Linked DNA regions of Zea mays: region 2 is linked to region 1. Evidence: chromatin contacts called from public Hi-C data. All regions are on one chromosome and are shown on one strand. Each heading gives the region's core, a stretch centred on a gene start, on an enhancer-like site or on the middle of the called end of the contact. The rest is flanking DNA. Distances are from core to core; before and after follow the strand shown. Region 1 holds the start of LOC100283432. Region 2 holds the start of LOC103638736 (premnaspirodiene oxygenase).

Region 1 (6,734 bases), core at 1,998-4,497:
ACTGTTTGCTCAAACTGCTTACTTCAAACTGCCATTACATGTATACAATGTGGTAAGAGGATCCTGAGATTGCTTTGACTCTATGCAAAACTTGACAGAGCATGTTTTCAATTTGTGATGATGGAAGAACAGGCTCTGCAGCGTTAGGAGGTTGCGAGAAACTAATTTAATGGCACAGTTCACGCATATAGGAGGCAACTATATTTTAGGACACTCAAATTACCCAAGGCAAGTAACAACAATGTTAATTGGTACAAGATCTTAGTTTTCTTAGAATTGGAGGATCGACAGTGTTACACCGCTCAGCCACCTTTGGAGCAGAAAAAATGAACTCAAAGATGTGCATAACAAATAGAAAGCAAATGACTGAACATGGACATGGTAAAAGGCAGGAAAGAAAGATAGTGTTCTATAGTGTATCAACTCATGAGTTAGTGGTTGTGATGTGTTTTACTTACGCCTGATGCTTTCTCCCTGTTTTGCAGAGGGAGGAGATAAGAAACATGATTGAACCACTTTCTCGTCAAAGTAATATCTTCTTTCTAGTGTCTACACAAAGAACACAGTTCAGTGAATAAACATGATAGGAGATAAGAACAAATCATGAAAAAATAGCTAATTACCTCTGATATTGGCCAGTTGTGTTTTTTATGTATCTTAAAAAATGACACAACTCTCCTGCATACTTTGAGAAAAACATATATTTGCTATTGCTCGAATACAAGAAACACAATCAATAAATGTGGTTGTTATACATTCTAGTGTAGCCCAATCACTATAGAAGTTGAATATATTGTTGTTGCTCCTATAGATGATATTCAAGTTCAAAGACTTTAGCCTATCCTTTGATATTGTTGTTGCTCCTATAGATGAAATTCAAGTTCAAAGACTTTAGCCTATCCTTTGAGAGAGTTTCTCGCTTTGTGATAATACAATTGCAATCAATGTAGCAAAGAATCCAGTTTTATATTGCAAAATAAAACATATGACTATGAAAATGATGACACTGACTTTAACTATGGTGACACCTAAAACTCAGCTCTGAAGATGGAAAAAAGAACAACACTAAGTAACACTAACACTGATTCTACTGACATTTTAACTATTCTTTGTTTCTTATCACGATTAAATTGGAGCATCAAACTTTAGTTTTTACAGGTGTTAGCTAAAATGCTTTGTCAAAGATATTAACAAAATATTTTGTATAAGTTATATAATACATTCTCTAGAAATTTTCAAGAAGACACTAGCAGATGCTCATTTTGTTTGCCTTTGTTACATTTTTAGTAACTTTGTCATATTATTTTTTGGTCCCATAGAAGGGCACATGTGAGTCTTTTACATAACCTTCCTAATAAAATCCCTGACCTCAACCTTCACCTGATGCCTTCCTTTTGACAATTTCTGTAATTGTGCAGTCTGTGGCATGACAATTTCTACCATAATTCTTTAGATTTAATTCTAAACTGTGAGTCCAAGAAGTACCAAAGAAAAGGTCCAAGCTATAACATTACAAAATTTACTGATAATTTGCAGAATCATGACAATCTGGAGACAATTTTCAAACTATAACAAATCATGAATAACTATAGAATATCTTAGGGTCCAAGTCATGATCAGTAAAAGGACAAGTATAAAAACCCTTTTTCTACACTTATGTATGATATAATCTATGTACTAACAGGGCAACAACAATGTCGCACATATTCTATTGATGACACTTGATACATAGCAAATGCATCCAACGATTGACGGACGCTACAAATTCTGTAATATAATTTGATTACCGCCACAAAGTCAGTAGCCAGGAATCGTAATCTATCCCACACATACCGTGCGAGGCAGTTCCCAAGGCCGATAAGCGTGGATAGCACCCATGACATGTACTCCTAGACCTTCACCCCTTCCCAGCGCTGGAGACGTCCCAGCCCCAAACGTCTGCATCATCCACGACCGCGACAACGTCCATCGAGACGAGCGCCAACAGCACCAGGTGCGTCACGTCCGGGAGGAGCACCACGAGTCCACAATAGGTTGCAACTTCTCCCATCCGTAACCGGCCACCCTCGAGGCCGAAGCGCTCCACGCCATGACCCAGCACACCCAGAGGAACACCGGGATTTCCTCTGCTGCCAGCTTCTCCATGATGTTCCCGTCCTCGTCACGGCCGCCTTCGTCTGATTGGAGCTAGATGCCACAAGGTGCCCCCTAGCCGACGCAGGCGACGACGTACACGCGAGGGAGCGTGAGGCCGTCATGCGCGCACAGCAGCAGTTGAACCCTCTGAGGAACTGGACCCACACGACACTCCCCTCCGTCGCTGCGGCGCCTCCATGGCTGAACGAAGAACTGGGAGGCGATGGTGGGGTCGAACCCCCCGAGGATGCTGTGGATATGTGGTGATTGCGGGGATCTGGGCAGACAAAAGGAGGCGGGCGGCGACGTGAGGGCATCCAGTAGAGCGTTAGTGGCAGAGTGGGAGAAGGCGGCACAGAGGAACGGGAGGGAGAGAGCGGTGAGGCGAGGGTCTCCTGCTCCCGATACTCGTGCGCCTCTGGGGATGGGTTGTCGAGTGGAAGGAGGAGAACAAATTTGTTGTGGCAGAGGGAGCGAGGCAGATGCGGACAGGGGATGACTACGCCGCGCAACGCGGATGTGCGAGTGGGGGTGACGCCGCCGAGCAGGGCGAGTGGGTGATTGGGTTGGGGGCTGCTATCGCGGGTGGTTGCGGATGCACACGGCGAGGATCGCGGGGCGTGGGCGGTGGCGTACCTGGAAGCACCGATGGAAAGGACGAGGAGTGCAGGGTGGGGACGTACCTGGATGGGCGCCGATGGAAGGGCGAGGATCCGGAGTGGCGGTGAGGACCACAGAGGCGAGAATCATGGAGTCGAGAGGACGACGCCTGTTCGAGCTCGGAGAGCGAGTGCGGGGGCGAGGATTGCGCGAGCGGGGGCATGGTGATGTAACATGAACGCTCACTCTTGGCTCTTATAGGATAGTAAAGATTATTCGCGAAAAGCACGCGAGTGGGACCTACGGTAGTAAAGCAAAAGGTCCCATCCGAACCCACCTGTCGGCTAAACAGCACACCGCAAATGGTGCGGTGTGGACGCACTCACGTTCCACCGCCGAAAAACGACGCCAACGGGAGGGAATGCGTAAAAATCCGACGAGCGTGGTGAAGGAGGGAAAGTGCGAGATAAATACCCCTCGCGGCGTCAGCAACGCAACAACCCAACCCATCCCGTCAGGACCCGGACCAGACACCAATCAAGGGCGTCTCGGCTCATCACAGGCGCTGCGGCAACCAGGGCACGCGGCACGGAGGTCGATTGGCCGAAGGTTGGGGGACCGGCGGTCGACACCCCAGCCGTGGATCGAGTGCGGAGGGGGAGAAGCGTCTATCCCATGTCCCGCGACGGCGGGGAATAGGGCGACAGCTGCGGCGGGGATCGGCTGCGGCGGCTCGACGAGGCGGCGGCGGCGGCGCGGGTGGGCGGCGGCACCATGTCTGCGGTAGTCTGTGGCAAGAGGTCCTCCTCCATCTTCGCCGACGAGCTCCTCCCGCCATCCCCTACCTCCCCTCACTCCTCCCACCAGCCGGCGCCCAAGAGGTCCCGCCGGTCCCCCTCGCACCGCGGCAGCTCCGACGGACACCGACGGGAGGCGCTCGTCCACCATCTGCTTTTACTCTTCCCCGACATGGATCCACAGGTCTGCCACCACCGCTGCCTCACTTTTTCCTTCCCTCTTCTCCCATGATAAATCACGAGATGTGGTTTTTGCCTCTCTCCACGGTTTACTAGTGCCACCAAGCCGACGAGGATTTGTTGTTCTTTGTCCATAGATATGTGATTCCAGTGTAATTTCCGATCTGACCTTGTGCCAGAAATCGGAGATGATGGTGCCTTGGAAGCTGAAATGGGTAGGGATGTAAACAGGCGGAATCTGTCGGGATAAATCCTTTCTCGTTTTCATTTTTATGGTTTAATTCGAAAACGTATTCTAGATCGAAAAATTATCGGAAATGAGGTCATACGTGGGATGTATGTGCGGGACGACGAAAACGAACTTAATCCAAACGGAAATGTATCGATGACGGTAAAAAACGAAAACACCATTTATAGTTTCTGTGGCTCACTGGCTCCAATCTTTGGTAGCTATGCAAGTTGTGCATTGTAGCCAGTTCGAGCCTGTGATGTCCCAGTAAGTACACAAAATGAATGTATTGAATAATATACAAGGTTTCCTTCATAGATGGAAATCCACCCCCCCTGCTGTATCCTGTTAGATTGAATTACTTCTACGCAATGTGCGCTAGCTCTTGTTTGTACCAAATTTATCTTCACTGACTTTACCTTCCAGTATCTCACATACGCAACACTGCTGACTATGCTTGTTATAAATAATTGTAGTTGCTTGAAAAAGCTCTGGAAGCATCTGGAGATGACTTGGATTCTGCAATAAAGAGTTTGAATTTGCTACGCTTAGAGTCAGCAGAGGCTATCTTGTCATCTACTGGTTTCAATGAAAATGGTCAGCATACTGCAATTCAGCCTCCTGTTGAAGGTTAGTTTTCTACCAGAGACTACTGTTTTCCCTGGATGCATTCATATAGCAGCAGTTATGCATTCTCATCCATGTAGTTATAGCTGTACTTAATGATAGTCATTTGTCAATGATTCAATGTGAGTGTGGTTCTCGGTACCCAAATTGAATTTGTCACCAGTTTTATTCAGAGATATATTATTTCACTATTTCAAGTTTCCTTAATTCATAAGTTGTTACTGTATATATCTACACCGTCATATGGTACTCAATTTAAACACATGTTTCTATTTGATATTGGTATGGAATTAATTATATGTAGAATTGGGCCATCAAATATCCTATGTTGTATCTGGCTTTACCTTCATCCTGGTATGACATCAAGCCCACATTGTATTTGGTGGTAATTGGAATTTGTCAGCTGGGATGGTGTTACTACCACAGGGAATGAATTGGTTGCATCACACTTATTACTTCCTAATGTGTTATATTAATTTTTAGAAAGCACTGAAGCAGTTTCAAGACTGTATTGCTGACAGTAGCATCAATTTTGCATTCCTTGCAGGAATTCCTAATGGTGGTGTGGATACGACTACAGAACATCATCCTACTGTAGATAATTACCAGACAAGTAAAAATGGCTCTGAATGGGTTGAGCTATTTGTCAGGGAGATGACAAATGCTTCTGACATAGATGATGCACGGGCTCGTGCGTCCAGAGCTTTGGAGGCTTTGGAGAAATCAATTGTAGAGCGTGCAGGAGCTGAAGCTACACAGAACCTTCATAAGGTACCCATGTGTCACTCACTGTCACTTTTAGAGGGTGTTTGGTTTGAGTAATCACTCCATCCAAAATGAGGTGGTGTATTATTGAGGTGTTTGGTTTGAGGAATGAACTAGTCCATCGTCTTCTCACTACTCACTATTTTTGTTTGGTTTGTGGAATAGAATGAGTTGATCCATCACCATCTCATTTCTCATAGTTAGTTAGTTAATACTAATATGAGGAATAGAGTCATCCCTCCAAATATGAGGAATGAATCCATGATGCACCACCTTAATTTGGATGGTATGATTCCTCAAACCAAACACTCTATATATGAGTACATTTTTCAAATTTGGTGAAATGACCTCATTCCTCATATTAGTACTAACTAACTATGAGGATTGAGGTGGTGATGGATCAACTCATTCTATTTCACAAACCAAACAAAAAAGTGAGGAGTGAGAAGATGATGGACTAGCTCATTCCGCAAACCAAACACCCTATTAGTTCCATGTAGTATTGACTAATTTGCAGAACGATAATAGTGATTGATTTTCCTTTGTGGGATAGGAAAACATGATGCTCAAAGAGCAACTGACTGTTGTTCTGCGAGAGAATGCTGTGCTGAAGCGGGCGGTTGCCATTCAACATGAGCGCCAAAAGGAGTTTGACGAGAGGTCTCACGAGGTCCAGAGCTTGAAGCAACTTGTTTTGCAGTACCAGGAGCAAGTTAGGACACTAGAGGTGATATTCCTAGTCCTGTCTTCAACTATGCTTCTTTTCTTGTGATATATATCAACTGAAGAAACGTTTGGGTCTGTGACCAATACATTTGCAGATAAACAACTATGCCCTCACAATGCACCTCAAGCAGGCTCAGCAGAGCAGCTCCATTCCTGGGCGTTTCAACCCTGATGTTTTCTGAGCAGAGACTAATAACCTACGAAGATACCTTGTTTTACAACTGCCCCTGAAATGGGGATACCTGATGGGTGGATTCACCGCCCATGGGTCCAAAATTTTCAAGTTACGGTTTGATTTAAACGCGTTGCTTTCACCCAATTGGATATCGATATATTATGTGTTCCCTTTTTCGGGATATGGTTTACTTCATCCATGGCTATCATATTCGTCAACGTAATATAGAAATACTACTGTATCATATTGCAGTTCAGTTTTACTTCAGAAAAGAGTTAAAAGTTTCGGTCCCTACCTTGCATATGGTTCTCGCAAATTTTAGCTAGTTAGTTGAAGGAAACCACGATTTTTTATGCTCATTTAATTTTAGCTGGTTTCCAATACCTGTTCTAAGGGTTTGTTTGGAAGCAAAGGGGATTGGAGGAAATTGAAGGGGCTACAATTTTTTACTATTTAGGGCTGATTTGGTGACAAGAGAATTAGATGAGATCTATAGGGA
Region 2 (6,578 bases), core at 1,562-4,061, 190 kb after region 1:
ATGGTTGGAGAGAAGAAAAAAATAGAGGGAAGAATAGTTGAGGGAGATGTATTTAAATATGAATAGAAATTACAAATGAGGGATTCGAGAGAGGGAGAGCTCATTTCAACTTAGGATTTGTTTGGTTATTTTCATTTCACGTAGATCGGAGGGGATTTGGATGTATTGATGCGAATTTTGACTTATTATAGATTTAAACAGACTTAATTACACCTAATCCACATGAATTAGCATCAAACCGAACAAGCCCTTAGGCCTTGTTCGGTTATTCCAATTCCATGTGAATTATAGTGTATTGGAATGGATTGGATGAATTTTGACTTGTTATGGATTTAAACTGACTCAATAGCACCCAATCCACATAGACGGTGAAACGAACAAGCCCCTAGGCCTTGTTCGGTTATTTCTATTACATGTGGATTAGAGGAGATTGAGATGTATTGAGGGCTTGTTCGTTTTGCTCTCAATCCATGTAGATTAGGTGTGATTGAGTGGGTTTCAATTCCGAACAAGTTAAAATCTTTTATAATTTTTTTTCAATCCCATACAATTCATGTGGGATAGGAATAACCGAAATGGCCTCATGTGAATTTTGACTTGCTATGAATTTAAAACCGACTTAGGCCTTGTTTGTTTGAGATTATAATCTCTTTAGATTATATAATCCAGCGCAAATAATCCAATAGGTAAACAAACACATAGATTATGTGTTCAGATTATATAATCTAAAGCCTAGATTATGATAATCTCATAATCTCCTCAAGAGTAGCTTATTTGAGATTATTTTGGCAAAAGACCCACTTACCTCAAACAAACAAACATGGGTATTACTGTCTTTATGAATAATATATATTTGTATAATCTAGACTACCAAACAACTACATGTAGATTATAATATGTCTAGGTTATAATCTAGATTATATAATTTAGATTATAATCCAGATTATATAATCTATAAGCTGAAACAAACAAGCCCTTAATCCCACCTAATACACACCTAATACACACGGATTAACATCAAACCGAGCAAGTCCTTATATGTGACACAGCAGTTCACAATTCACATTAGAGAAACTGGAATGCTTATGGTGGTTTGCAGCCACAGGTCGTTCTTCCTCCTCGCCGTGATTCCGAGCCCTTCGGTCATGTCCAGCTCCTCCGGCACAGCGCCACCGGGGAGCGCCCAGTCGAAGTGGAAGAGGAGGCTAGCGAGACCGAGCTCCATGACAGCGAGGCCAAGCGCTATGCCGGGGCAGATCCTCCGTCCGGCGCCGAACGGCACGAACTCGAAGTTCGTGCCCCTGAAGTCCACCTCCGCCCTGACGCTGCCGTCCTCGAACCTCTCCGGCCGGAACTCCTCGGCGTCGGGGCCCCAGCTCGCGGAGTCCCGGCCAATGGCCCAAGCGTTGACCAGCACCATGGCACCCTTGGGCACGTCGTACCCTAGGACGCCGCGCGTCTCCTCCTGGCACTCACGCGGGAGAAGCAGCGGCACTGCAGCGTGCAGACGCAGAGTCTCCTTAATGACCAGCTGCAGATAATGCATCTTTGGCAGGGCGTCCTCCGGCACGCGGTTTTGACGGGCGAGCACGTGACGCACTTCGGCCTGCGCCTTGCGCAGCGCCGCCGGATGCCGCATCAGCTCCGCCATGGCCCACTGCAGCGTCGTCGCCGTCGTCTCGCTCCCCGCGCTGAAAAGATCCTAAGTGCACGACGCCCCATTCGAAAAATACAAATAATGTCAACACATTGCAAAAGGCGACGTAATTTCGTCGAAAACGTTGGGGGAGAGAGAGAGCTGAGCTTACGATGATCACGGCGCGGATGGTGCCCATGTCGAGGGGGACCTGCAGGCCGCCGTCCTTCTGGATTCTCAGTAGAACGTCTAGCAGGTCTTCCTCGTCGTTTCCAGCACCGGCCGCCCTCCTCTCCTGGTGCTCCGCGATGACGCCGTCCATGAGCAGTGTCATCGCGCGGTGGTGCGCTTCCGCGCGCCGCGCCGCCCCGCTGAACGCTCGCGCGATCCTGGACGATGGGAACACGTCGGCGAGGCTGAACCCCGCGGCCACCCTGACGCCCTCGTCCAGCTTCTCCAGGAACGTGTCGCGGTCCCTGATCTGGCCGCCCACCACGGCACGGACGACCGCGTCGGTGACGTACGTGGCGAGGAGGGCGCTCATGTTCACGGGCTTCGATGACGACGCGACGGACGCGACGAGGTTGGCGGCCTCGGCCTCGCGCCCACGGCGGAGGGACATCACGCGCCGCGCGCTGAGCAGCTCGGTGACGCAGAGTTTGCGGAGCTGGCGCCAGTGCTCGCCGTGCGGCGCGAATGCGATGCCGAGGCCTTCCCGGGTGAGCTCCCGGATGGTGGCGGTCCGGGGCCGCGTTGCGAACGCGGCGTCGTGTGTCTTCATGACCTCCCGGGCCGCGTCGGGCGACGACGCCACGACGACGTGGAGCTCTCCCAGGCGGAGCAGCATGAGCGGGCCGTGCCGCTTCGCCAGGTCACGCATGGCGCGGTGCGGGAGCGCGCCCACGAGGTGGTGCAGGCTGCCAATCACCGGGAGCTGCCATGGGCCGGGAGGCGGTTTATTGCCGTGGTTGCGCCGCCTGAGCTTGACGACGAGGAGCGGCAGCAGCAGGATCGCCACCAAGAAGAGGTGATGGTAGGATGATTGGATTTCTTGGTCCATGGTTTCAGTTGCACCTCGGAGTTTTCCTTGACTTCTAGTAGTACTGCATAGTAGAGCAGAGTTCGTTTAAGTGTAGTGCTAACATGATCCAGGTTGCCAAAAAAAAAAAAAAAAAACAAATTTCCAGGAAATGAGATGCCCCGTGGACCGGCATATTTTAAATAGCACGTTTCCAGATTGCTTCTATACTGTATGGGGATTCGCATTCAGATCTAGAAGCAATGTGGTGTAAATAAATAATAATGCGTCCACTGACAAGATACAGCGATGTCGAATAAAAATACAAATTGTTTAATATGCGGTCCAATTATAGGGGTGCTTATTTGATTGCTATCCGTTAACAACCAAAACTATCTATTTTACGTAGTTAATAAAATATAAAATAGATCCCATCATTATGTTCCTTTTATTGAGATAGTAAAAACAACATATATAAAACGTCCAATTGAAAATTCAGATAATGAAGTTATCCGCCAGAAGATGTCACATCTAGTTTTTACCCTTCTGATTTCGCTTAGGGGCAGTTCGTTTTTACTGGAATGGAGGCATGAAATAATTCCTAGTCGGGTCGTTTCTCTAATTTATACAAGTTTTGATTATTTGGAATGATTACTGGTCTATTCCTGGACAAACGAACAAGACGTTACTATTTTACAACTAGAACATCAGGCGCCATTACGAGCGCCCTATCAAGACATCTCAGCTAAAAGATAGTCCATTGCATCTAGTATCTGACCAATAACGATACATTAGATGTGGTTATGAAAGGAAATGTGTAAAATTAGAAATTCTTGCAAGTGTACACAAGAAGACCAAGAGTATAGCAGCAAGTATCATGAGTAATAATAAATTAGACTTTCGATTGGTGCCCTGGTCTTGATTAAATTAGACTGCAAGGAAGATCACAAGTGTCCTGAGCGGCAAGTCATAGAAAATATAAGTCATAGAAAATATGTATGTTACGAAAATGGAAGCAAAATATCCTTATTGTCTAGTTATAGTTTTTTATGTGTACTGAAATTAGCTTAAGAAAGGCATGGAGTAAGCCGACAAAGAGACTTAAGACCTGTTTGGTGTGGCGCCAAAACCGCCGCACCGCGCCTAAGCCGCGGCACTCGATTTGGCCGCCAGAACCGCGACACAAAATCTGTGGCGCGTGTGGGCGTTTGCGGCGGCCAACCAAACATGCTCTTAGAACATCTCCACTTGTCAGGTTAAACCTTCTAGATCCGCAAATGCTACATAGTATCCATCTCTGTTTGTAGGGTTGTAATATTTTAACTTGCATTTGTTTTTCAGTCTAAGATCCAATTTCTTGTAACAAGAAACTCATGTAAGGGCATTTTTCTGAAGAAGATAAGAAAGGAAAGTACCTGGCACCCATGGAATCTGTTGTCACAGAAGGCACACTTGTCGACCATCATATTGCATATACGTCTATAAAGCAACAATACATATCATTACACCAGCATCACTAACAAACCAAATCCTCCAAAGCACCACATAAACAAAGTACGCTAGGATAATACCTGGGGAGCTGAGCTCTTAAAAACAACATTCTCTGTTAAAACAACATTCACAGAAGACACCGCTACCCTAAAGTAATAAAGTAAACTTCGTTCCCTAGCTTTATGTGTCGTAAGGCCCTTGAATCTCTCCCCTTCCCCTTTTTTGTGCGAGCTTCTCGGAGTACCTCTTCTCTTTAAAAGCAAAACATGGGGGAGCGTGAGCGACCTTGTATGCAAACCTCTTTATTAGCCGGCGTCTTCTTTCGCCCATGGATCTGGGCAGGCCTCCCACGGGGTATTGTATGAGGAAATGGTATGACTAACCCGCCTCAGCTCAGGGTTTCCTCTTATCCCTCTTCTGGTTAATCCTTGGTTTGCTCCTTAAGGTGGCGGTCGCCTCCTCGGAGGCGTGAAGGTGTCATGGCCTCATGTCCAAGCCGTCCACCTTGTCGACCCCTTCGGGGTAGACAATGGACAACCTTCTAAGGGATTTGGGTGTGGCCCAGCTTTAGAGATAGATAATGTTGAAGTTCAACGTCTTCAGTTGCGGCTAGCGAAACTCAACGATCTAGGGGCAGGTAGTCTTTCTTGATCCGGTCTCTAGGCTCTCTGTCTCTTAGACTCTTGACTGTCTGAAAATTCTTTGCAAAACCTGGGCCTGAAGCATTGGGTTTTTTACTATGCGTAGATCGGGCCATAAGATTTATCCGTGCTTAGGGGAGGAATCGTGGATTGCACCTCCTTAACATCCTGAATCGTGTTCGTGAGGCCGTAGAGTTTGGGGTTCACTGGGACGCAACAATGGCTCTTGCCATCATGCAGCTACACTTCAGTGGCAACCGCCACGATGCTATTGGTCCACCTACGGATTGACATCGGTGGACTTTGATGCTATTGGGCGTTTTTCGTGCAATTTTATCCCATTTGCCATACCCGTGCGGGACGAGCCGCGGGTCTCTGCTCGATGCAGAGATTTGTCTAGGGGTCGTCCTATTTTTTTTGTTTTACTCTTCCCCGTGCATCCCTTGCGCGGTGATGGAGGAGGTGAGTTGAACCATGCTTTCCTTGATGGGCTAGCAATGGCTCTCGGTGAGTTACAAATGGGTAATGCTAGTTCCTTCTATAAGATCCAAGCACAGGGCCCGTTGGGGATCGTCCACATGCTCCCAAGCACCGACTCATATAGTTGTCTACTCAGTTCGATCGAACCCGACGGCTCGCCATCTCTCTCCACGATAAACCATGAGTGAGACCTTCTAGGACTCGAACATGATCTAGTGACGCCCTTAGCGCTTCACACATCAGGGTCCAGGCTGCTAGTGTGTCCGTCAGCGGTTGTCCTCGCTCTCATTTTCGCTGGGGCAGCCACGAGCCCTTTGCAGGTCGGCCTTTCGAACCCTAGAGTCCACGACAATACTGTCATGAGTTTTTCGATTCCCCCCATATGAAATAGAGAGAGTCTAAGGCCTTACCCAATCGGGCGTTCCCGGTGTTCGCTTGGCCCCTTCAGGTGGAGGTGTCCTAGAGGGCAGTCTGGCCAGCTTTTGTTTCCTTCGGTTTCCTAGGGTCCTGTGTCAGTTGCGGGGACAAGAAAAAAGGAAGGAGGTTCATTAGTGAGGCCATGCATGTTAAAAAGATGTAAAGGACACAGAAAAAAGGTTTGGGGAGGCTATTTGTCTCCCTTCTCCTCCATTCCTACTATCTGTTAGCCCTAGGGGGTTGTTCTAGGTTAGGAGGTAGGAATGGTCCAGGGCGTCGAAGCCTTGTCGAAGGTTGAATCATCCTCACTACTTGATGTTCCAAGCGTCAGCTAGCGTCCTTCCTTTTTTCTCCATCCAACTCAGTGCCTCGCAGCCGGAGGTGGTGCCAGCCTGCCGACTGAAATGCGGAAAGGGATATGGATCCTCTGGGCATGTGTTTTCGTGTCTAGCACCACCGACACACATCCTTCGTCATGCGTTCTCCTTCTAGCCAGCGTTAAGTGGGCTGCACACCCCGGTCGGTGCAGATACTGATCACAAGAAATTTGTGAGTCCCCTGCCTGACGTTGCATCGTTTGTGTTCGTGAAAACGTCGTATTTGTTTGTTTCTCAGGCTTTGGAGCCGAGACTGATCCATAAAAAGTGTTCAGTGGCTCCCCTCGGGATACCCCTCGTGTTAGAGGGTTGTCGTGTGAAGATACCTCTCCCCTTGCGAAAGGGGGTGATGAGTGCGCCCTCCTGTTAGGGAGAGGGCGTGGTCCTGGTGCATGCTACCCGCCCTCTAGGTTAAATGCCCAAGATCCGACGACACTCCCTTCACGTCCTCCGCCATTTTGAAGGTCGTATCCACCCTCTTCGCGTTTGAGGTCAACTCGTCGATGGCTCAGAGTTAA

The links. A called contact is a pair of places that touch in the nucleus more often than the background predicts.
Region 2: a Hi-C map of tassel shows a contact between it and region 1, with 2.9 times the contacts expected there. The contact joins the promoter of LOC103638736 here to the promoter of LOC100283432 in region 1. A contact is called at or near these places in 4 of 25 Hi-C or Micro-C datasets (ear, leaf, tassel and 1 more).

Annotation. Positions count from the first base shown.
Region 1 is chr9:100,171,893-100,178,626 of Zm-B73-REFERENCE-NAM-5.0, forward strand. It overlaps LOC100283432, which reads left to right and starts at 3,248. Exons shown (of 5, transcript NM_001371937.1): 1 at 3,248-3,717; 2 at 4,419-4,572; 3 at 5,117-5,340; 4 at 5,888-6,061; 5 at 6,156-6,511. The coding sequence starts at 3,511. The coding sequence ends at 6,242.
Region 2 is chr9:100,363,208-100,369,785 of Zm-B73-REFERENCE-NAM-5.0, forward strand. LOC103638736 (premnaspirodiene oxygenase) reads right to left here and starts at 2,812. Exons shown (of 2, transcript XM_008661569.4): 1 at 1,809-2,812; 2 at 802-1,702. The coding sequence starts at 2,696. The coding sequence ends at 1,061.